4 separate regions of the Sus scrofa genome follow, and regions 1, 3 and 4 are each linked to region 2. The links are chromatin contacts, called in public HiChIP or PLAC-seq and promoter capture Hi-C maps. All regions are on one chromosome and are shown on one strand. Each heading gives the region's core, a stretch centred on a gene start, on an enhancer-like site or on the middle of the called end of the contact. The rest is flanking DNA. Distances are from core to core; before and after follow the strand shown. Region 1 holds the start of NOL11 (nucleolar protein 11). Region 2 holds the start of PSMD12 (26S proteasome non-ATPase regulatory subunit 12). Region 3 holds the start of BPTF (nucleosome-remodeling factor subunit BPTF). Region 4 overlaps PITPNC1 (phosphatidylinositol transfer protein, cytoplasmic 1).

Evidence for each region. Promoter capture Hi-C pulls out the DNA fragments that hold promoters and counts their contacts. HiChIP or PLAC-seq counts read pairs in DNA pulled down with a chosen protein or histone mark.
Region 1: a promoter capture Hi-C map of liver shows a contact between it and region 2, with 6 times the contacts expected there. The contact joins the promoter of NOL11 here to the promoter of PSMD12 in region 2. A contact is called at or near these places in 1 of 5 promoter capture datasets (liver), 3 of 47 Hi-C or Micro-C datasets (fetal liver and liver) and 2 of 2 datasets of contacts at active chromatin or transcription factors (alveolar macrophages and skeletal muscle).
Region 3: a contact with region 2 is called in an H3K27ac HiChIP or PLAC-seq map of alveolar macrophages. The contact joins the promoter of BPTF here to the promoter of PSMD12 in region 2. A contact is called at or near these places in 1 of 5 promoter capture datasets (fetal liver), 3 of 47 Hi-C or Micro-C datasets (embryonic fibroblasts, omental adipose tissue and skeletal muscle) and 2 of 2 datasets of contacts at active chromatin or transcription factors (alveolar macrophages and skeletal muscle).
Region 4: a contact with region 2 is called in an H3K27ac HiChIP or PLAC-seq map of alveolar macrophages. The contact joins the enhancer-like site here to the promoter of PSMD12 in region 2. A contact is called at or near these places in 5 of 5 promoter capture datasets (fetal liver, fetal skeletal muscle, liver and 1 more), 32 of 47 Hi-C or Micro-C datasets (adipose tissue, alveolar macrophages, blood and 15 more) and 2 of 2 datasets of contacts at active chromatin or transcription factors (alveolar macrophages and skeletal muscle).

Annotation. Positions count from the first base shown.
Region 1 is chr12:14,034,036-14,037,013 of Sscrofa11.1, forward strand. It overlaps NOL11 (nucleolar protein 11), which reads left to right and starts at 1,614. Exons shown (of 18, transcript XM_003131277.5): 1 at 1,614-1,802. The coding sequence starts at 1,662.
Region 2 is chr12:13,728,821-13,731,697 of Sscrofa11.1, forward strand. PSMD12 (26S proteasome non-ATPase regulatory subunit 12) reads right to left here and starts at 1,252. Exons shown (of 11, transcript XM_003482961.3): 1 at 1,043-1,252. The coding sequence starts at 1,150.
Region 3 is chr12:14,111,548-14,114,716 of Sscrofa11.1, forward strand. It overlaps BPTF (nucleosome-remodeling factor subunit BPTF), which reads left to right and starts at 1,396. Exons shown (of 31, transcript XM_021068118.1): 1 at 1,396-2,023. The coding sequence starts at 1,396.
Region 4 is chr12:14,010,434-14,013,505 of Sscrofa11.1, forward strand. All of the region lies in intron 8 of PITPNC1 (phosphatidylinositol transfer protein, cytoplasmic 1), which reads left to right. Among named protein-coding and RNA genes, the nearest start is that of NOL11, 24 kb to the right of the region's middle. Within about 2 kb of position 1,523, at least 25 of the 83 cell types and tissues checked have an H3K27ac peak or open chromatin away from gene starts, as enhancers often do. A contact at or near this core is called in adipose tissue, alveolar macrophages, liver and 3 more, where this site is marked.

The DNA.
Region 1 (2,978 bases), core at 364-2,863, 310 kb after region 2:
GTAAAGGAATCCTGAAACCACTAAGTTTGAGAACCCCTGTTTTAAAGTCGTCCAGCTGAAAAAGAGGAAAAGCACATATACAATACCATGAATAAGCTTTCACTGTTGGCCCCACAAATATTTATGGGACAGGCATTATGCCAGATACTAGTGATAAATCCTTCAAAGAAATAAACAGAATGAAGGAAATGTATGAGTAACCGGCCATCTATATGAGGACATGTATGAGTAACCATCCAAATGGATGTTCTGATAACACTGGTGCCCCAAATTAGACATTTGATCCAGTCTCAGAGAGTCAGAGAAGACTTCCTGGAGAAGGATGTGTCTAGGCTAGCATCCTAAACATGGACAGTGGGTGCTAAACACGATTCCCCAGACAGGCTGATTGTGCCGGGAGGAAAAGAAAGGTTTCATAGAGGCCAGGATGTCTAGGCTGAATCTCACAGTATTTCTTTTCCAAATAAAGGAGCCACAAATTTAAAGCCAAACGCCTTAGATACTTTGAAAAATAAGATCTCGGAGTTTCCGTAGTGGCGCAGTGGTTAATGAATCCGACTAGGAACCATGAGGTTGCGCGGGTTCGATCCCTGCCCTTGCTCAGTGGGTTAAGTCCGGCGTTGCCGTGAGCTGTGGTGTAGGTTGCAGACATGGCTCGGATCCGAGTTGCTCTGGCTGTGGTGTAGGCCGGTGGCTACAGCTCCGATTAGACCCCTAGCCTGGGAATCTCCATATGCCGCGGAAGCGGCCCTAGAAAAGGCAAAAAAGACAAAAAAAAAGAAAAAGAAGACCTGTTATCCTTATTAAGAATTTACGGTAGCTACGTACTTCTTTCATAATAGCTGCATAGCCTTTCTCCTGTGTTGTAATGCTTGTGGCCTGGTAATCGCCTATTTAGATGTTTCCTCCCTAAGAACATGCACGATTTATCTTTTCTGAGTTTTGACAGTATTGACTGCGTTAGTCACGTTTATCTCAAAAACCTCCCAAGGAAATGGCTTTGCCAAAAATTGCCCAGGGGGACCTTAGACGTCATCCGCTTCCTGGGACAAGTCTGAATTTCCTAAAAGCTGGAGAGATGTCCCCGCCGGTGCTCAGAGAACCGGGAGAGAAAACCTGGGAGGCCCGAAAGGCCGCAGAGACTAGATCTTTGCGGCGGGTTCTGAGAAGCAGGGGGGATTAGGCATTTCAGTTCAGCACGTTAAGAGTTAATCTGAAGAGAGAAATATTTTTCCCTTGGGACATTATTCCAAGAAGCTGTGGAAGGAATTCCTAGAGAGTTCGCTTCAAGTGAAAACATTGAGTTTATTTATATCCCGCCACTTGCCACACCCACCCCTCAGCCTCTCAAATTCGTAGCTGAAAAAGGCTCAGCGGCGATACCACCCAACAGGTAAGGTTTCCCCTGCCACCCACCCTTTCCCCACAGAGCGGTGCATCCGGGACTCGGGACTCTGGCCTGGGAGGCGGAGTCTAGACGCAAGTTCCAGGCCCCGCCCACCCGACGTCGACCGCAGCGCCACTAGCGATCTCTGCCCGCCAGAGGTCGCAGACTCCGCAAGCAGGTTTCTCACTTAGTGCCAGTCGGCCTCCTAGTTCTCGCGAGAGAAAGCGCGAAGCCTGCCGGGAGGGCTGCGCGGCCGTGCGTAAGTTGGGCCAAAATGGCAGCCCTGGAGGAGGGATTCACGTTGACTGCGGTACCCCTGGGTTCTGGGCCTGACGGACCCCTAGGAGTGGAGCAGAGCGACAAAACAGACCAATTTCTAGTGACGGACAGCGGCAGGACGGTCATTCTCTATAAGGTGAGAGCGATAGTCTTGGAACGCCCTCGTTGCCGTTTCGCCCCTTTCTGAGCGCGAAGTCGTAACCACGGGTTTCTCACAGCTTCGGGGACATCGTTCAGCAGACTTAGTGGAGAGGCGGCATGGCCTCTTCGGGACGCTGAGTGAGGTTAGAATCTGACTCGATTGTTTCCCCGAAGAGCAAGGCATATCTCCGAGTTGCAGGCGGCAGAGCATCTTAAGTGCACGTGGGCTAGACTAGGAAAGGAAAGGAAACCTGTGCTTTCAGATAGCCTTGCTAAGATCCCCTCCTGGGGTCTCTGTCTACCCAGGCCTCCCGCAGAAGGGTTGAACAGAGATTGGTTGGGTGGGAGATGTCATTGATGTTAGTTTCGCATTCTGTCCATAACATTTCCTACCACTCGTTAGGCGGGAAAAAAGGTTTTGTAGGTGTCTTCTTTTTCTCTTTCTTTTTTTGTTTTTGTTTTTGTTTTTCGTTTTCTTGGCAGCTTGGTAGGAATTTTAAATCCGAGTGACCGGTCTGTTGACAGCTGTGGTTCACCCTGTGAAATCTGGAGTTGTGTCCCTTGAAATCTACACACCCCGCCCCCTTTTCAGTCTAACGACGGACTACGACACCTTAAACTTTGCTTGTAGTAGGCTTGTAGAAAGTATTTTTATGTGAGCTGCTGAACTTAGTTTAACGGGAGTTTTTGTTTTTGGATTTTTTTGGTTTTGGGGTGGTTTTGTTGGGGGTTCTTTTTGGTTTTGGGGGGTTTTTGGTTTGTTTTTGTTTTTGTCTTTTTAGGACTGTACCTGCGGCACGTGATAAGTTCCCAGGCTAGGTGAGCAGCAGCAGGGGATCTGCGAGACCCACACCACGGCTCCAGGATCCTTACCCCACTGAGTGAGATCAAGGATCAGAACCATTCTTGTTTGTTACCGCTGAGCCACAACGGGAACTCCAGGTTTCTGTATCTTTAAGAAGCTAGCAATCTCAGCAGTCGCTAATCGTCAGGGAAATGCAAACCAAAACTATAATGAGATATCACCACACACCTCTCAGAATGTCCATCATCAAAAAGAACACAAATAGCAAATATTGGTAAGGACGTGGAGGAAAGGGAACTCTCATACACTGTTGGTGGGAATGTAAATTCGTGCAGACACCATGGAAGACAGTATGGAGCTTTCTCA
Region 2 (2,877 bases), core at 2-2,501:
GAACAGCAATAAATGTTTGTGGCTGGATTGATGAAGGAATTTAATGAGGCCTCAGCAGAATCCTTAACAACATCCCATGATGGAACTGATTCAACAACCATCCAAACCTTAGTCAGGCAAACCTAGATTTAAATCCCTGGTTCTATCTATTACTAACTGTTCTGACGGACAAACAATTCTGAGTCTTGGTTTCTTTACCTATAAAATGACCCACAAAGTTGCCTGACACAGCAGGGGGCATGATAAATGTTTGGATTAAGTAAAATTTCTTTTTCATGGGAAATAAGCAGTTGGGCTAAACTACTGTCCATGACCCCCGCTCCTGTGACTCTGCACTTTCGTGCTTATTTGTCTATTTCCCGCAGGTCCTGCTCCGCGGATGACTCCTCCCCATCCCAATCTTACTCACTCCTCAAGCCCTAATACAAACGTCAGCTTCTCTGTAAAACTCTCCCTTATCCCATCTCTAAGAACAAACAGCTTCCTCCTGTGTTTCAGTAACACTTTTATATTTGTACAGCACTCACCACCATGCGTGACTTGTCTACCTCCTTGCCTACATGAACTCCTTAAGGACAGGGATCCTGTGTTAATCACCTTCGTCCTATCACTTTCCTGTCCCTTCTTCTGGCCAAAGGCCAAGCACTTCGCCACGATCCATAAGCAACAAGAGAAATTGATCCGGCAAGAGCAACGAATCTAAACCTTCTGATCTAGCGTGAATGCTGAAATGGCCTTAACCCCCGAGAAACTACTAAAGTAAACGTGAAACAAAATCCAAGAAAAGGCAAAAAGTACTATGAAGTCTCATCCCCCTCCAGGAATTGAAGTGACCATCGGTCTTGGGGAAGGTCTGGGAAGCTGTAAGCCCTAACGTACTCTGGGTGCGGGATCTCCCTATTCAGGCAGACCTGGGATCTCCTACTTCTGCAGGCAATAGGGGGATGAGCACTCCAGCCCGCAGGCCCCCAGAGGCCTAAGCAAGCTCCGCGCCGTGACTCAGCCCCTGGCGCCCGCCAAGAAGCAGCCGGCCTCCCCTTACCTTGGCCAGCTTCTCGCACTCGGGCAGCCGCTGATCCACTGTGGCGCTGTAGTCCACCTCCATCTTCACGATGCGCCCATCAGCCCGCTCCGAGCCGCCGTCCGCCATGGTCCTCGCCTAAGCGTCCCTTGCTGTCCCCCTGCTTCGGCCACCACTCGTCAGCCACACCGGAAGCCGCCGGCGCACCCGCTCAGGCAGTGCCTGGGCAGCCCGCGCGAAGGACCCCCACGAGGACCCCTGCGCCGGGCGCCAGGCAGGCACTGCCGCAGACAGCCCTGAGGGCGGAGCTAGGAGCGGGCTCCGCCCCGCCCGCCAAGTCCGGTTTTCGTCTGGTGACAGACTTCTCTAAATTTGCGGTGAGGAAAGCGAGTGTTATCAAATAGGCTGTCGTATATATCTTCTCACACCTCTGCTTTGAAATATTGCGATTTCTCGGAACCATGGGCGAGTCACTGAACTTTTCTTGGATTTCGGTTTTCTCGCGGCTCCAGGAGCAGGCTGAAAGAAACCCCGAAGAAAAAAGTTCTCAGGTTTCTTCTGGTTGAGAGTCTTGGTGGCTTCATCTGTGAAATCTCCTCAAGCTCATAAGAAAAGCCATGGCAGTGGTTCGGTAGTGCAATAGGTAAATATTATGTTGATAAGAATCTTTACAAAAGACTATTTTTGCTTTTTCCCTGAAAGACCTTTTTGAGCATCAAACGAGATTTTGTATAGGAACCTATTTCCAATTCTTAAGAACCATACAAGTTTTTTTCATTACTACCCACACCATCTAGGTCCCTTTTAAAAAAGCTTAAGACCTTGAAAGTGAGAAGGAGGTTGTGTGTGGTGTGGTCCAGGTGTCAACAGTAGCCTGGGAAGCAAATGGAAATCTTAGTGTGGTCTGCCCGTTATGTTAGTGGTTCTCAGTTTAATTAGCCTCAAGCTCCCTTTATAAGTGCTGAATAGACCTTAAAAACAAACAAACAAAAAAACTGTTCTGTAATGAAAATCATGGTAATATAACCCATCTACACACATAATTAAAAAAATAGTCCTAGATCTAATGTAAAGGAGAAAGATTGCAAAATACCAAAATAATATATTTCAAAATATAAAGGCTAGGAGTTCATAGTGGCACAGTGGTTAGCGAATCCGACTAGGAACCATGAGGTTGCAGGTTCGATCCCTGGCCTTGCTCAGTGGGTTAAGGATCTGGCGTTGCTGTGAGCTGTGGTGTGGGTCACAGACGTGGCTCGGATCCCACGTTGCTGTGGCTGTGGTGTAGGCCGGTGGTTACAGCTCTGATTAGACCCCTAGCCTGGGAACCTCCATATGCCGTGGGAGCAGCCCTAGGAAAGGCAAAAAGACAAAAACAAAACAAAACAAAACAAAACAAAAAACAAAATATAAAGGCTAAAACATGTCTGCAGTAGAAATACAAAGAAGTAGTCATTTGCTCGTATGCATATCCACTACCTTAACTATAAATGCAAAAGTTACAGCTGCCACGGGTGTATTCTGTTGATTACTTGAAGCATGAGGGTAGAATGATTTTTCCAACATGTTATACCACTGACCACATCAAAGTATAATCATCCATTGCTTTTCACATGAAGAATTCTTAGACTTTTTTGTTCGTTTGTTTGTTTTTAAGGGCCGCACCTGTGGCATATTGAAGTTCCCAGGCTAGGGGTAGAAGTGGAGTCATAGCCACCAACCTATGCCACAGCCACAGCAACGCCAGATCTGAGCTGCCATCTTCCACCTACATCACAGCTCAGGGCAACTCTGGATTCTTAACCCACTGAGCGAGGCCAGGGATGGAACCCAAATCCTCATGGATACAAGTTGGG
Region 3 (3,169 bases), core at 146-2,645, 380 kb after region 2:
CTCCCTCAATGGAACTTTACTGAATAAATGAACTTGGCAATTAATGTTTGTTTGGCCTTGCCCACTGTGTGCATAAGTTCTTCCGCCAGGGATCCAACGCTTGCCACAGCAGCGACCCAAACCCCAGCAGTGACAACCCCGGATCCTTAACCTGTTGAGCCACTAGGAACTCCAATGTTTGTATTTTCATTTCGCACAGGCATTCTATCTTTCTAACTACATTGTAATAAGCCACAGAATCCTGTTCACAATTTTTCCTTAAATCGCTTTTTGGTGGTCAGATGTTCCAATAAATATTAATGTGACTTAATTCTCCCTGCCTTGGTCTGGTGATGCCTCAAATTTCATTGTCATGATCCGTTCCCTGGGTTTAGCCGAGATATGGTTACTAATCGTCAAGTAAAGAGATTAAAATTATAACACCAGCATGCAACACTTTAAAGTAGGTTTTAGGCGGGAAGTTACCCTTTTTCTACAGCAAATAAGAAATTAAAAGTTCTTTCCGAGGGGGTCGAGTTTCTAGCTGGGACTGGGAAAGTGAAGGGGGCAGGAATGTAGCTGCATTCTCCGGAGTTCACCGGAGGCTTTTGGGAGCGTCTCAGAACGATCCTCTGTCCGGGTCTGGCAGCCTAGGGCGTGGCTTCCGGCACAGCCCCCCCGAGCAGTTGTCATTGGGATCAATTTCAGGACTTTCTAGAGCCGTCTTAGGAGTTTCATGTTTCCGGGGGTCCCTGCCCTGAGGTGGCTTCCCTCTGGTGCTGGCACTGCCCTGCCCCCGGGTCGCCTGAGTCGGCTCCCTCCGCGGTACTCTCTGGCTCTTTTCTGCGTCAGTTTCCCCAGGGAGCAGGAGGGGGATTAATTTGGGGGCCTCCGAGCCCTCGTCTCCGAGCTGGGAAGGGGAGACCCGGGAAGGAGGCTCTGTGAGTTCGGGTTCGGCAGACGGCACCCGGGGCTTTGGACCCGGGACACTTCGCGACGGAACAGCCCTCCGCTCCGAGCCTGCGGCTGCCGTCCAGCCACGCCGCGCGGAGGTGCCTCGGGCTCCCCGCCCCCGACCCAGCGCTCCCGCGCTCCCTCTAGCGGCCGCCGCGTGGCCTCGCTCCGTCCCAGGCTCGTCGGCGGCGCAGCTCACGTGACCGCGCTCCGGGCCTGCGGCCGCTGTCGGTTCCCCCAGTCACCGAGCGAGAGGGAAGAAACAAGATGGCGGCTGAAGGCGATCCGGAGCGGGGCCCCAGCAATTCGGATTGAGCCTTCTCCCTCCACCCGCTTCCGCCGGCCGGGCCCCTCCCGCCCGGCCCCGCAGGCCTCCCCGCCCGGCCCCGGCAACCCCCACCGCCGCCCCTCCGCCCGCCCCTCCCCCTCCGCTTTCCCTTCTCCCCCCGCCTCGGCTCCGACATGAGGGGCCGGCGGGGCAGGCCGCCCAAGCAGCCCGCGGCTCCCGCTGCGGAGCGCTGCGCCCCGGCCCCGGCCCCGCCGCCGCCGCCGCCCACGTCCGGACCCATCGGGGGGCTCCGCTCGCGCCACCGCGGCAGCAGCCGGGGCAGGTGGGCCGCCGCCCAGGCTGAGGTGGCGCCCAAGACGCGGCTGAGCTCGCCCAGGGGGGGCAGCAGTAGCCGGAGGAAGCCGCCGCCGCCGCCGCCGCCGCCGCCGCCGGCCCCCCCAGCACCAGCGCCCCGGGCCGGGGGGGCGAGGAGGCGGGGGCGGCAGGGCGGGGGCGGGGGCGGCGGCGGCGGCCACCTGGCCCGGACCACCACGGCCCGGAGGGCCGTCAACAAAGTGGTGTACGATGACCACGAGAGCGAAGAGGAGGAGGAGGAGGAGGAGGACATGGTCTCCGAGGAGGAGGAGGAGGACGACGGCGACGCCGAGGAGACCCAGGATTCCGAGGACGACGAGGAAGATGAGATGGAGGAGGACGACGATGACTCCGATTATCCGGAGGAGATGGAAGACGACGACGACGACGCCAGTTACTGCACGGAAAGCAGCTTCAGGAGCCATAGCACCTATAGCAGCACTCCAGGTACCCACCCAGCCCAGTTGCTGCAGACTCCTTCCCCACCTCCTCCCCCTCCCCCTCGCTCACTCCCTCTGTGGTCTCCCCCCACCCCCACCTCCCCCCCAAACAGAAGGGAAATGCGACGGCACTTCAAGTGGCAAAAAACTAGATTTACAAGAGGAAAGAGGCGCATTGTTCAAAATGGAGATTGCATTGTTGCAGTTCGCAGGCCACACACTACCCTCTCTCTCTCTCTCTCCCCCCAGCCCCCTCTTTCCTCTTAAAAATTTGTGCCAGTGCAGTGTCTCCACCGGGCAGGATTGAAACTTTGGCACACACATATCCATTGCATTCATTTTTCCCCCCTTGTTTTGGTTTGGTTTTTTGGAATGAAAGAAGCTTCTTGTTTTGCAAACCTCTTTGCATTTCTAATGTGGTTTCTTTTAGATTTTTATTCTATATCTGTTCCTTAAAAAGGAATTGCGAATTTAGACAGATTGTGGCATACAAACACACACAAGACATGCTTCTCTTCGCACCCCGAGCTGTGTGGTTTTAAAAGTGTGTTAAGGAAATGGATCAGTTGGCTTAGTAGGACCTTATCTGGTCCTGTGTGTTTGTTTTTATTCTTGAGTGCTAGTGGGCTCGTGCAACAGTTGCTGGTCAATGGCTGATTAAAAAGCAAAGCAGAAAACCAAAGCACATTTGGTATTTCATCTGATTCAAAATCGCTTTGGTAAAATGCAAAATAAGAGACCGCAGGAACATGCGTCTTAACTCATTTGATCCCTTTGCCTGAGAAATGCAGTTTCCTGTCACCTGTTGCAGAAGACGTATAGTTGATCATGCAGACGTAATTGTTGGAGATGAACTTTTGGACCAACTTCCAAGTCATACAGCCTTCCAAGTCATGTAGGGAGATTTATGGAAAAATGATTTTTTTTCTTTTCATTCTGTTTCTGGGCATAATAGTCCTTCCTAGACCTGTAATGAATTCCTCCATGGTGACTCTTCTCCTGTTTTCTCACAGCATTTCTCTAGGCTGGTGCTGAGATGCATGTTGTTTATTTAAAAAACATACAGACATGATGGCTCCTCTATGTTAAACACGTAGTTGCAGTTTATTAAATTGCGGAAAAAAACATAATTTATAGCAATAACCTACAAGAT
Region 4 (3,072 bases), core at 273-2,772, 280 kb after region 2:
CCGGGGAGCAACATTTCTCTGACTTCTATGTCATGTCTCTTATAAATAGCAATGAAAGTGTCCTCTCTGTTGTCGAATGCCTTGTCTTAAAGAACCTCTAAATGTATTTTGAAAGGTATATGGAAGGTAAGTATTAAACCACACAGACCTGGCCCTGTCCTTCAAAGGGATCTTCTAACCATGCTCTTAGGAGATCTCAGGCTACGGCACTGTCCACGTGCTAACACTTCCTACCCACCTAGCTCACTTGACAAGAATCACCCCTCAATAACTTCCACTCTTCTCAGTTCTAAGACTCTTTTGACTTAACGCCCTTGTATTCACTCTCCCTTTGGCTGGTTGAGCTAACTTTATGATTGACTCCGCATAAAGTTAGTGAATCCCCTGCTTTGACACCTCTCTCTGGCTTCTGCTAAGCTGCCATCTTTCCCTAAAGTCTCCCCCCATTGAAAGTTTGCCTTTAATAACAGAAGTTGCCAACGTCTTGACCTTCTTTCAGATATGACAATGGATGATGTTCGGGAATACGAGAAAAACATGCATGAACAAACCAACATAAAAGTTTGCAATCAGCATTCCTCCACTGTGGATCACATAGAGAGCCAGACCCAAACAAGTGTATGTAGAATTTTTGAAACATGTTGCCCACCTTTGACCAAACGTACACGTAAACAGATCTTTGAAGTGACTTCAAACGCTCACGTCTCAAACGTCCACAAAAAAAGCATCGTCTCCCAGAGGCCATAGGTTAAAAAAAACCTCAGCAGGGTCTCCATTGGACAGTGTTAGCTCTTGCTTCCAGACATTTCCATTCTTTAAAGCTGCTTGACGTGGGGGGTTGTTTGGGTCAGGAAACCAAGAACACAGAGAGTGGAAACATTTTGTGGCCTGCGCCACAAAAGAACAGAGGGGTAAAAGCGGATGTCGTGTGAAAACTAAAACATCAATGCCAGTAACTTTTGAAGGCACAGCAAGCACTCCGTCATTCATGTAAGGGAGGGCTGTGGCTCATCTGGTATTTTAGGTTTCTTTACATTTGCTTTGAACTGCTCTCTATGGCTCTTTATGGCTGTCTTAATCCAACCAGTTTCTTGGGACTTGGGTTCATGTCCAGATGGGGCTGCTGTCCAAGTGCCCACTGGCAGAGCAGTGAAGGTGTGGTGAGGAGGAGCCAGATGAGATCCAGCCTGGGACTTAAGCCTGGGAGAGCCTGACATTATTTAGTGGCACAGGGGTGATGAAGAGCTGACTGTGTGGTGTACGCTGGCATCTTAACTAGAGTTCTGTCTCAGTCATTCATTCCCATGAAGATGAGTTACAAAGAAAAACGTTATCCCCAAGTCATTGATATGCATCTTTGGCCAGAGCTGTGATGTCTTTGGGTGCTAGCTTGAGCCCGCATGTCTGTTAATACCTAGTAGAGACTTAAGAAATTGACCACGTGGTTATAGAATGTTGAGAGGTGGCTGTCGTTGTAAGCGCTTTAGAATTGTGGAGACCTCTGGTTGCACGTGGGAAATGTCTAGTGGACTTTGGAGTGCATGTCTTTGGAATCTGCCTTGTAAGGCTCATGCGCTGCCGTAGACTGCATGTGACTGCCCTTGAGGTTGAAATGCCCCTGACTCTTCCTTCCCGTTTTGCATGCCATGGTTGGATTTGCAGAAAGCTGTTTGGACCAGACTTAACTGAGAAGTTCCTCTGTAGGCACCGACCAGTTCCAAGAGAACACCCCCCTTCCTCTTGCCCTGTTCTGAAGTTAGAAATGCTCAGTAAGGAGACTGTCCTTGAATTTCCATCACTTTGAATGACCTTTTCTTTAGGAATGCTAGACACCGTTTCCCCCCCTCAGCCGAGCTCTGAAAGCTACTCACTCTGTAAGCACAAGACAAAGGAAGCCAGGGAAAGAGGAAGATGCCTCATGGCCAAAGGATGTGACGCAGTGCTTTCCTCATTCTGAGTTCTTATGGCTTACAGCTTGAGGCTCTTTGGTTTTCTTTCTGTTTCACTGTGATTATTACTATTAGAAAGTCTACTGTGTAGAGATACCTGGGATGGGTCTGCCCGTGGGAAAGCCTGTGCGTTCTCTGGCTGCAACGCACAGTCCTTCCCATAACTTCAGAGACGTCTGTCTCCTCAGGAATTACACGAAGTGGTTATCTTTGAATGCTTACCACATGTCTCTTATTCTTTGGAATTCCATCAAATTGGGCATCATTTCTTTCTCCGTATTTTTCTTCTCTATCGTAATGGAAAACTTGAAATCAAAAGGCTGCTGCCCATAACAAGTAAAAACGGCATGGATGCTCGGTAAGTTTAAATCATCCACCTGCGTAGAGATAAACTAGATTGAAATTAGGCAAAATGAACATCCATGGCCACAGCAGTAAGGAAATAACAGTCTCCTTTTCAACTGAGCGGCTTCAATACTTTGAAGGAAGAGAACTTCTAAGAGACTGTGAACCAGAGTGTAGAATCCGAATTCTCTTCCTTGGGTGATTTCTGCCCCCTGCTGGATGTTTGGAGTAGAGCACTATATTCAGCCACTTGCATGGAAAACCTGGTTTTTCAAAGATGATATCCATTTATTATAACAGAAACACAGCTAAATTTTTTCGGAGTCCAAAATTTGTTTTGAAATACCTCTTTTTGAAAAAACTTAAATCTCATTTCTTAGCTTATTTAACAGTCTTGGTATTTTTTTTAAGTGGTAAGGTTACAGGTCAAGTACTTCCTGCTATATTCTGAGTTTTATATTCTATCAACAGTCATGATTTTTTATTCCCTTTGTAAAAAACGTTTCCCTTTCAGAAAGTTTTAATAACCATTCCCAGGAAATCCTCTTAAGGATTTTTGCTTTTCAAACAATATTTCTGGTTTGCTCATATGTTGTGATATGAACATACATAATTATGTATATGTCTTTATTATTAATACCGTGTTATGAGTATTTACTCCATAGTTAATATTTCCAAAGTGGCTGTGTTGCTTCCTACTAGTTTATGCACCATCCTCTACTGAAGGTTCCCCTGGGAGAGGACAGGAATGAAAAATGGGTGTCTGGGAAGCTGAAAC